Linked DNA regions of Mus musculus: region 2 is linked to region 1. The links are chromatin contacts, called in public Hi-C maps. All regions are on one chromosome and are shown on one strand. The core of a region is the stretch at or near the end of the contact, and the rest is flanking DNA. Distances in the headings are between cores, read along the strand shown.

Evidence for each region. Hi-C and Micro-C count contacts between places; a contact is called where the count stands out from the background.
Region 2: a Hi-C map of rod photoreceptor shows a contact between it and region 1, with 1.7 times the contacts expected there. The contact joins two enhancer-like sites. A contact is called at or near these places in 7 of 484 Hi-C or Micro-C datasets (the HPC-7 cell line, the N1E-115 cell line, embryonic fibroblasts and 4 more), 1 of 115 datasets of contacts at active chromatin or transcription factors (embryonic stem cells) and 2 of 9 other capture datasets (adipose tissue and pancreatic islet).

The regions. Positions count from the first base shown.
Region 1 is chr13:99,393,026-99,397,710 of GRCm38.p6, forward strand. The region is part of intron 4 of Mrps27 (mitochondrial ribosomal protein S27); the gene reads left to right. Among named protein-coding and RNA genes, the nearest start is that of 6430562O15Rik, 17 kb to the right of the region's middle. Within about 2 kb of position 2,861, at least 21 of the 459 cell types and tissues checked have an H3K27ac peak or open chromatin away from gene starts, as enhancers often do. A contact at or near this core is called in rod photoreceptor, where this site is marked.
Region 2 is chr13:99,463,650-99,468,393 of GRCm38.p6, forward strand. The region is part of intron 2 of Map1b (microtubule-associated protein 1B); the gene reads right to left. Among named protein-coding and RNA genes, the nearest start is that of Map1b, 51 kb to the right of the region's middle. Within about 2 kb of position 2,657, at least 10 of the 459 cell types and tissues checked have an H3K27ac peak or open chromatin away from gene starts, as enhancers often do. A contact at or near this core is called in rod photoreceptor, where this site is marked.

The DNA.
Region 1 (4,685 bases), core at 1,611-4,110:
GGAATTTCATACTAAAATAAGTGAAGATGGACAACTGATTGGTTATCAGCAGTATACTTACAGAATAAAAACAGTAACAGATTTAAGACCTGACTTAGACCAAAAAAGGCTATTCTCAGTCTTAAAAAAAAAACACCCTCCATGCAGTGAATGGAGATAAAAGCAAAAGCCCATGGCTTCACAAGATTCTAAAAATAAAGGACAGTTGAAGGCTAGACCTTAGGCAAGACACATCTATGACCCCTTCATGGCTCAAGGAACATTGCAGAAGAGGGTACAGTGAAAATGTAAGAGTCTCAAGATGGGGAGCGGGGTTGTGAAATTCCATTTCCTGATCAGGATGTGGATGTGGGAACCACAGACCCAGCACTGTGCATTCTGTCAGTGAGTCCACAGCAGTCGGGGAATCCTGACAGTCAGCTGCAGAGGGTGAAGGGCCCCAGGGGCCATTCCACATACTGCTATTGGCACTCATTCTGAGAGGGGAGACGTGATAGTAGGGTGTATACCTACTGTGGAGCCCACCAAGCTCTGCGAGTTTGTTCTAAACACTGGATCAAACAGAGGGACTAATGAATGGGGAAAGAAATGTACAGGGCTACGGAAGGAGCTGGTGTGAGTAGGAGAGAAATGGGAGAAGATGGGCAGAGCTACCAAAATGTACAGTATACAGTTACAGAAAGAACAAAATTTATTAATAGCTTTGCTAACAGACTAGTCAATTGTTGAAACATTTTATTTCCTACAAAACTTGAGCTTCAATTAAAATTACTTGGGGGAAACTTGGTTTAACTTTTATGATTATATCATTTACTTTAAGTTTTAGGTGCCAGCTTGCAGGCTCTGATGTCCCTGTCATCTCTGCCATGAGTTAAGGATGTCCTCAGGCCCAAGCATCTGCCTAGCATGCACAGCTCTCCACATCAACAGCTTTGTCTTGTTCCTGATCTTAGTGGAATTGCTTTGAGTTTCTCTCTAGTTAAGTTGATGTTGGCTGTGGACTTGCTGTAAATGTCCTTTTTATGTTGAGGTATGTCCCCATGTCTCTAGTTTCTCCAGGAATTTTATTATGAAGGAGTGTTGGACTTTGTGAAAGGCATTTCAGTATCTAATGAGGTGATCCTGTGTTTTTGTCTTTCAGTTCGTTTATACAGTAGATCGCTGCCGCCGGTAAAACAGTTTTAACGTGCGCCCTTAAGATTCTCTGCATTTCTAGTTGGGCGGTAGTGGCGCACACCTTTAATCCCAGCACTCGGGAGGCAGAGGCAGGCGGATTTCTGAGTTTGAGGCCAGCCTGGTCTAAAGAGTGAGTTCCAGGACAGCCAGGGATGCACAGAGAAACCCTGTCTCGAAAAACCAAAAAAAAAAAAAAAAAAAAAGATTCTCTGGATTTCTGTGTCTGTTGTTATGTCCCCTTTTCATTTCTTTTTTTTTTTTAATTTGGATATTCTCTCTCTTATTAGTTAATTTGAATAAGAGTTGTTAATTTTATTGATTTTTTTTTTTCAAAAAAATCCCAACTCTTTATTTCATCGATTCTTTGGGTTTTTTGTTTTGTTTGTTTCTACTTTATTGATTTCAGCTCTGAGTTTGATTATTTCTCTCCATCTACTTCTTTTGGGTGTGATTTCTTCTTTTTGTTCCAGGGAAAGCCCTTTTAAAGCATTGTTCAGTGTCAAAGAGCCTGAGTGGTTTTGATTAAAAGTTTAAGAGGGTTCTTTGAACCCTTGAACCCTGTCTTCTGCCAGCATTCCTTTTGGTTCATCCCTGCCAGCACCTCTGTTCCCTAAGGCAGAATCCTGTCACCCTTCTTCTGTGGATTGTGCAAAGGAAGCAGTAGGGGAGGAAGGAGGAAGGAAGAAGGAAGGGTGGTTTTCCTGTTACTGTGCTTCCTCTGCCACGAGGGGGATCTCCTCCTGCTTTGTAGGAAAAAGGCAGTGTTTCCTCCTGGCTTCAGCTGACTATAGGCAGGATGGTACTCAAAACTGTCCGAGGAGGCTGTTTCCATATGCACAATGTTCACAAATGGCAGTGGAGGCTGTTTCCATACGCACAATGTTCACAAATGGCAGTGGAGGCTGTTTCCATACGCACAATGTTCACAGGTGTCAGCATATATATTTGCATTGGTAAACCCTAGTGTGCCTAGCCACTGTCGCCACATCCTTAAGTACCTAAGACTTTGCAGTAAGAGATGACATGTCTCCTGCCTGTGAAAGAGCCTTAGAGTTTAGTGTGTGTGTGTGTGTGTGAGAGAGAGAGAGAGAGAGAGAGAGAGAGAGAGAGAGAAAGAGAGAGAGAAAGAGAGAGAGGTGCCTAAGAGCTTTGTGTGTGTTGAGGGGGAGCCTAAGAGCTTAGTGGGGGGGGGGGCTAAAAGTTTATTGGGGGAAATAGGAGAGGTTGGTAGTTACAAAAATAGTGTGACTCTGACTGGATAGTGAGGCTGAAAACGAGTCCAGTCTTCCTTTCATGCTAGAGGAAAATAAATCCTCAGGGATTTGGCTCTGCTACACCCTGGGAGAATCAGTATGCTGCGAGCTCTGAGAGATGCTTTTCTTCTGTATCTGAGAGAAAAAAGTCAGGTTCTTAAGAAACCCAGATTAGTGCTGAACCTTCTCCCCCTCAGAAATGGCCGAAGACATCTGTAATCCCCCGCAGCCACGTCAGGTCTGCCCGCCCGCGCCGGCTTCTGTGCCATTGCAACCGTGTGCCTCATCTCCTCCTCCGCTGCGGCACACAGACCCTGCCTGCTTGAGAGTCTCTGGAAACACTGACCTCTCTCCAGTCAGTCAGACCGCTAATCCTGCTGACTTTCTTTGCCTTCTGTCTCCCTTCCCCTTCCTCAGAGTTATTCCTGTGTAGCCATGACTAATCAGTGTGTGGGTTTCCTGCCTTAGTTCCACCTTTCTTGACTTTGTAGTGTTTGTCTAGAGCCCTTTGCTTTTATAAAGATTAGTTCCAGGATCCAGTTTTCCTTAGCTTGCTGCCTCACCTACCCAGAAACCCTCTCCTTTTAGCTTCCCCCTCAGGCTTCCAGGGTACTTAAAGCTAACCTGTGAGCAGGCCTGTGTAACAGTCTCCAGAGTGGTTCCTGGTGCAATTCCAATTGATGGCCAAAGAGACAGAAGTGTTTCTTCTTTGGGGACACCATCAAGAGCATCAGTAATCACAGCATAAATATTTTTTTTTCTCTCCCCATAATTCCCTGGTCTGGTCAATCACACTGACTTTTGGAAGCAGATAAACTCAGTATCAAAGAACAACAGACTTTGTTCTGAATGGCTCCCTTAGGTCTCATGAAAGAAGGAGCCGAAGTAGCACACAGTCTGACTACAGTTAATATTTTTCTGTATTGGGCGGGGGGTGGGGGAGGCGAGGGGAGGTTTTATGTCCAGACTAGAGTTAGAGGTATTGTTAGACCAGCAGGGGTGGAATTTGGGTCATTGTACCTCACACAGGGCCACTACTGATGGATAGTCTTTTCATGGGTGTGTTATCTGTCTCCTGGATTTAGAAATGTAGATCTGCAACCTACACTATAGTGACCCAGGTCCCATTTGCCATCAGAGCCTTCCTCTCACGGTGTTTTATACTGCAAAGGGGACTTTTTTCTCTTATATACTGCAAAGGTGACTTCTCAGATAATGGAAGTCACTTGTGTCTTCATTGTGGTGTCATCTGTCAGGTTACAGTGGTAATGAAAGATTGGAACTTCAGGCTTCGAGCATCACAGCTCTGTAAACCCAACTCAGAAACCCACCTAGATATCTAATCACTTACATTTATTTCATCTACTAGGGGTAGCTAGTAAATTGTAGGTGTTCACGTCCAGGCTTTGTATTAGCCTTTGGTAATGGGATAGGGAGACATCTTTTAAAACATAGTACATTCATTTAATAGAGCTTCACCATATGTTTATTGAAAGTTAAATTAACTGAAACTTCCATAAGCATAAAATGTGGGATCTCAAGCAACAAAGGAATTTTAATCTGTAGTAGTGATATTTCCATTTTGTATTTGTGATAACTGAAAGAATCATCGAAGATTGTGAATTCTGAAATTAACAATTCTGAAAGCAGAATTTCCTGCAGGATAGAAAAGAAAGTAATTATCTTTCTAATTGCCTTTTTAGGATAAGAAAGAGGGCAGTGACAACTGAATCAGTGGGTCAGTCACACACTAGCTTTTAGTGGAAGTGCTTGATCCTTTTGATAACTGCAAGCTTGGCATTATGAATTGATTCACACTCCACACCACAGTCCATGGAACTGGCCGAATCTTCTCCTTGGCAGCCTTCTCTACTGCCCCTCCTCCACGTCTGCCTCACTTAGAGGCCGAGAGTCCCATCTGGAATGCCTGTTGCCACAGAATACAGAACCTACTGGGAACTGGCAAGTGTGTGTATGCCTAGGCTTGGCTGGTGGCTCATAGAATCAGGGAAACCATGTGGAAAGCCTGCTCATCCGTGTGCAGAGCCTGTGCTGTAGCTAAGTGTTAGCTGCTGCAGGGCTGTGGGCCCCGGCACCGTGCTTTAGGCCTGCAGCATTTGTAGTTGATCCTAAAGACTGGTGAGGGTGGCCGCTTTGCCATTGTAAGATAATGAGTCATTTGATGCCTGTGGAAGGACAGCCAGAGCCCACTGTTTTGTTGTTTTTGATTAAATGATTCAGTTGGTCATAAATAAC
Region 2 (4,744 bases), core at 1,407-3,906, 70 kb after region 1:
AGCTTTCTGAGTAAGATGCCATTGAGGAAGGGCTTAACAGATAGAGGGTAGTGGGCAAAGCTAGGCAAGAGGCCAGTGATGAAGCTCCAGGTCCTGGGAAGCATCCTTTGGGTTGGAGTTAGGCAGTGCAAACAGAATTCCTGCAGCCTATCGCTCAGAAGATGGGGATGTGGATGGACAGACTGTTCTACAGACTGCAGGCATGATGTTTCGGTGCCCTGTTTAAAGGTTATCCTTCTTCAACCTTGACATCTTGTTTCAATCCGACAAGACACTGGAATGTTTATACCAAGAACCTCCCGTCTCAAGTCTATATAAACAATTCTTAGCATTTATTGTCTGCCTTGTCAATAAATGTTGATCACCAAACGGCCGGGCAGAAGAGACAATAGGGCCAGGCTTCCACCAGCCCCGGGAAAGAGTGGGGGGTGGAGTTTCAGATCACCAGGAGGAGAGGGTCTGAGAAGACAGCAAGGAAAAAACCCAAAGAGCCAGATCAATAGTAGGATGTAAGATCAATAGTAGGATGCAAGTATCAATAGTAGGATGCAAGTATCAATAGTAGGATGCAAGTATCGTGGGTTCATGACTAGGAAGTAGCCAGATTAGCATATGGGGTTGTACAGCTTGAAATAAATCTTGGTTTTTCTGTGTAGTTATTGGGGACTAGCAAAACGTAAAGAAATACAGCTGCCAGATTAATCTACTCCTTATGTTAAAAATAATTCAGTTTGCCACAGACAAAGTCATTAAGGTTCAGAAAGGCTGGTTCTCCAGTGGCAGACTGAAGTCAGGTGTGTGTATCCAGATCCTCACGGTGTCCAGCACAGCCACTGCGGAGGCTAAGGTCACTTCTACATGACCTGGAAACTTTTACCCTCTGGGATGGGACACCTCCCCCCTACCCCTGCCTTCTATCGCACGGCAATGGGAACCTTCAATTAGTGACAGCACCCCAAGCAGCATGAAAGATGTCTTTGATTCTTAATCTAGATATTTCTCCAATTCCTCCCTGGAAGCCACAGCCGGGCTGCAAGAGAAGTTCAAATTCAACTCTTAGGTTACTGGTGTGAGTCAGGAGGGCCAAAACATGGGCTCTCATCCACTTGGCTGAGGCTGTTGGCTTTAGAGCTGGCCACTTGTCTGGCCGTTCTTTTGGAAAAGGAACAGCTAGAAAACATAATTGCCTACTTTCTAAACTATTTCAAGGGGCTGAAGAAATGGCTCAGCAGCTAAGAGCTCTAACTGCTCTTGCAAGGGAACAGAGTTTGGTTCCCAGCACCCATGTTAGGCAGCTAGTAACTGTCTATAACCCCAGTTCCAGAGGATCCAACACCCTCTCCTGGCCTCTGAGGGTCCCAAACATACTAGCGATGAACAGACATAGATACAGGCACAACACTCTTCTATACATATAAAATAAAAATAAATCTTTAAAGGGAGATCTTAATAAGCAACTTTTAGTATCTTTCTGTGACGCACCATGCTTTGGTTCTGGTTTTCAGAGACTCCGTGTGACAATCTGCATCAGATGGACGACAAAGTACCACACAACTCACAAGATGGCTCTGAGCTAGGTGACAGTCTCCCCTCAGCAATACCTGCTGTGCTATAATTAATATCCCACCCATGTGCATTCGTAACAGGTAAAGGGTCTTAAGTGGAAAGGGAGGGGGTTTTTAACGGTGATGAGTTCATATCTTTACCCAATTCAGATCACTCACCTGTAAACAAGCAGGAAATACCCGAGGCTTGCAGAGGCGAGAGAACTGACACGATGAAGCAAAAATTCTATAAACAAAACTCTATTTCCTTAGAAATACGTCAAAATGACACCCAGAGTGATGTAGTGAGCTGTAGCCGCAGGGAACAGGCAGCAAGGTATTTATAAAGAGCTTTTTTTTGTTGTTTATTTGTTTTTGGTTTGGGGTTAACTTTCTTTTCCAGCATGTAAACGCATTTTATATCCACCTCTCCTCTGAAGAGTCAGAGAAATGGGGAGAAAGAGAAAAGGGCCGTCCACTGGTCTCAGAGCCCTTACTTCAAAGATTTGTCAAGTTAGTTCCTTTAGTTAGCTCTGAGGGGATTTTTTTTCCATTTATGTGAATCTTTTAATTTATTTTTTAATTAGGTATTTTCTTCATTTACATTTCAAATGCTATCCCAAAAGTCCCCCAGGCCCTCCCCTCCCCCCTGATTTTTTTTAAGGTCTTTAGGGGCCTAGAGAGGTGGCTCAGTGGTTAAGAGCACTGACTGCTCTTCCAGAGGTCCTGAGTTCAACTCCCAGCAACCACATGGTGGTTTACAAACATCTGTAATGGGATCTGATGCCCTTTTCTGGTGTGTCTGAAGACTGTAACAGTGTACCCATATACATAAAATAAGTAAATAAATAAATAAATCTTTTTTAAGGTCTTTAAATTATCACATTAACAATGCTTTTCACAGGGAAAAATTGCTGCCACTAACTTGGTCATCCTCCTTCTCCACACAGTGTGACTAGGTGGCCTTCAGCCTTCCTGATCACAGTCTATTAGTGCTCCAGTGCCAGACTTAGTGCCTCAGAGGGCGTGGCATGCTCACCACACTGCCTCAGTCCAGAGGCTCTCTGCATGGGAGCACCAGCTTGTCTGGAGGATCTGAGCTCCATCTCAGTTCTGACAACACCCCTCCCCCCATCTTCTCTCACATCATTAACAGGATCAATGTGAGCTGAGGATAGAAAAGAGGGGGCTTAGAGACACACACGCCCTTTAAGGACATCACATGCCTCCTCCCTGTTCCCTTCTCTGTCCCTTCTGCTGTAGGTAGGTAATATTTCTAAGGGCCACGACAGCTGCCATTTCCTGACAGGTTATTATTCTCTGCATATTGTAACATCAGTTCTACTGGAGTTTCATTGTACTGATGGAGATAGTGAGGTACAGGGAAATTGAGTGATTGGTAAACCTGCCACCAAAGTGTTCCTTTCCTTGTGGCACACACAAGACCACTGGGCCAAATGCTTTGGCTGACAAAAGGTTGGCTCTTCTTTTCCCCTGACCTGGAGTTCTTAAATATGGAGTCTCAATACTTTAGGGAAAGCTTCAGTTTCCCTTACAGGGCCACTGTGTTGCCCAGGCCCAAGGGCATCTCTCAACAGCTGTGTGATACAAATGGGATCTGTGCTCCTGGGTTTTCTGACTTAAAAAAAAATCTCCCATCTTTCTCAGGGCCAAGGCTAGACCTGTTCCCTGTTTAGGTGACACTGTGACAGGACAAGTGAGCCTTCACTGATTTTCACGGTCAGCCTGGTTTTCTCATGGTCAGTCTGATTTTCTCTTTAAGATGAGAAGACAGTCTCCCAGGACCCTTGACCTTGTAGTAGAAAGGGAGGGAGTCCTGCTGCTTGCCCTGTTCTCTGCTTTCAGAGTGCTAAGAGGTCATTTCGGGGGTGAGGAGTACTGACACAGGGCTCTGCTGTGTAGCCTCAACAGACCTTGAATTCACAACCACAACCCTCCCTTAGCCTTCGGTGCTGGGGCTGCAGTAGCGTCACCATACCCAGCTTCACCAGTCCTTGAGACGCTCTATATTTATCTCAAGGATGATACAGAATAAAATGATTACATCTTTAGACTACTACATTGATACAACGGAACAATCACAGGGACATTGACAAACTCTTCCTACCTCAAAAGAGCACAAATAAAAATAAAGGACTATTTCTAAAGAGTGTAATCAGGGAGTCGACTCCAGCCTACAATCGTTGTTTAGATAAGTGTCATGATTGTTTAAATAACTCCAGCTATTTCTAGCTGGGCAAATAAGTATAGGCTCACAGAAAAATATAACATGTAGTAAAAGACCTAATGCTACCACAGCTCTTGATTAAAGATGCGATTCGCTTTTATGTCTTTTCAAAAATAGCCAGGAAGTGGCTACAGGACGTGTTTGGGTTAAGGAGGATTTATTTAGTTCCTAACACACGCTGAGAACCTCCCCTTGGGCCTCACCCCTAATCCACAATAAGAGCATCTTTCTAACGGCTTGCAGATTCCCATTTATGCTGGAACTGGAACTGGAAACAGAGAGAGGGAACGGAGAAATTGCTAAGATGCCTTCCCTGATTCAATTCAAAGACACATTTTGCTGCCCCCCAGTAAAATCCCCAAACTCAGGGCTGGAGAGATGGCTCAGCAGTTAAGAGCACTGACTGCTTGCTGTTCTTGAGGTCCTGAGTTCAATTCCCAGCAACCACATGGTGGTTCATGACCATCTGTAATGTGATCTGATGTCTTCTTCTGGCGTGTAACTATACATGCAGATAGAGCATTCATATACATAAAATAAATAAGTAAATCTTTTTTTAAAATCCCCAGACTTACACTGTTGTATTATAAAGGACAATAGCTAAAGACAGGGGAAGGTTAAAGTGCCAGTTGAGTTTAATTCTGAAGGAGCCCCACCCTCTCCCAGCTGAAACAGTTTCTTGTGGACAGAGGCTCTGTGTGACAGACACCTTCCCACATCTCAAGTTAAAAATCACGAGTAAGTACCACATCTCATCTTCTTTAGTCCCAGGAAAGTGATCCCCTTATAATTAGATTCCAATTTAATATGAAATACTATAACTCTTGGGGCCCCCAAAGTTCCTGTTGAATCCTTACAAAGGTTTCCTTTTTTATTTTCATCAGCTGATATGTTGGAAGCTTCCTCTAAAATCCACCAATGGCAAATTTCCTGGCTAAAGGAGAAGGCAGCT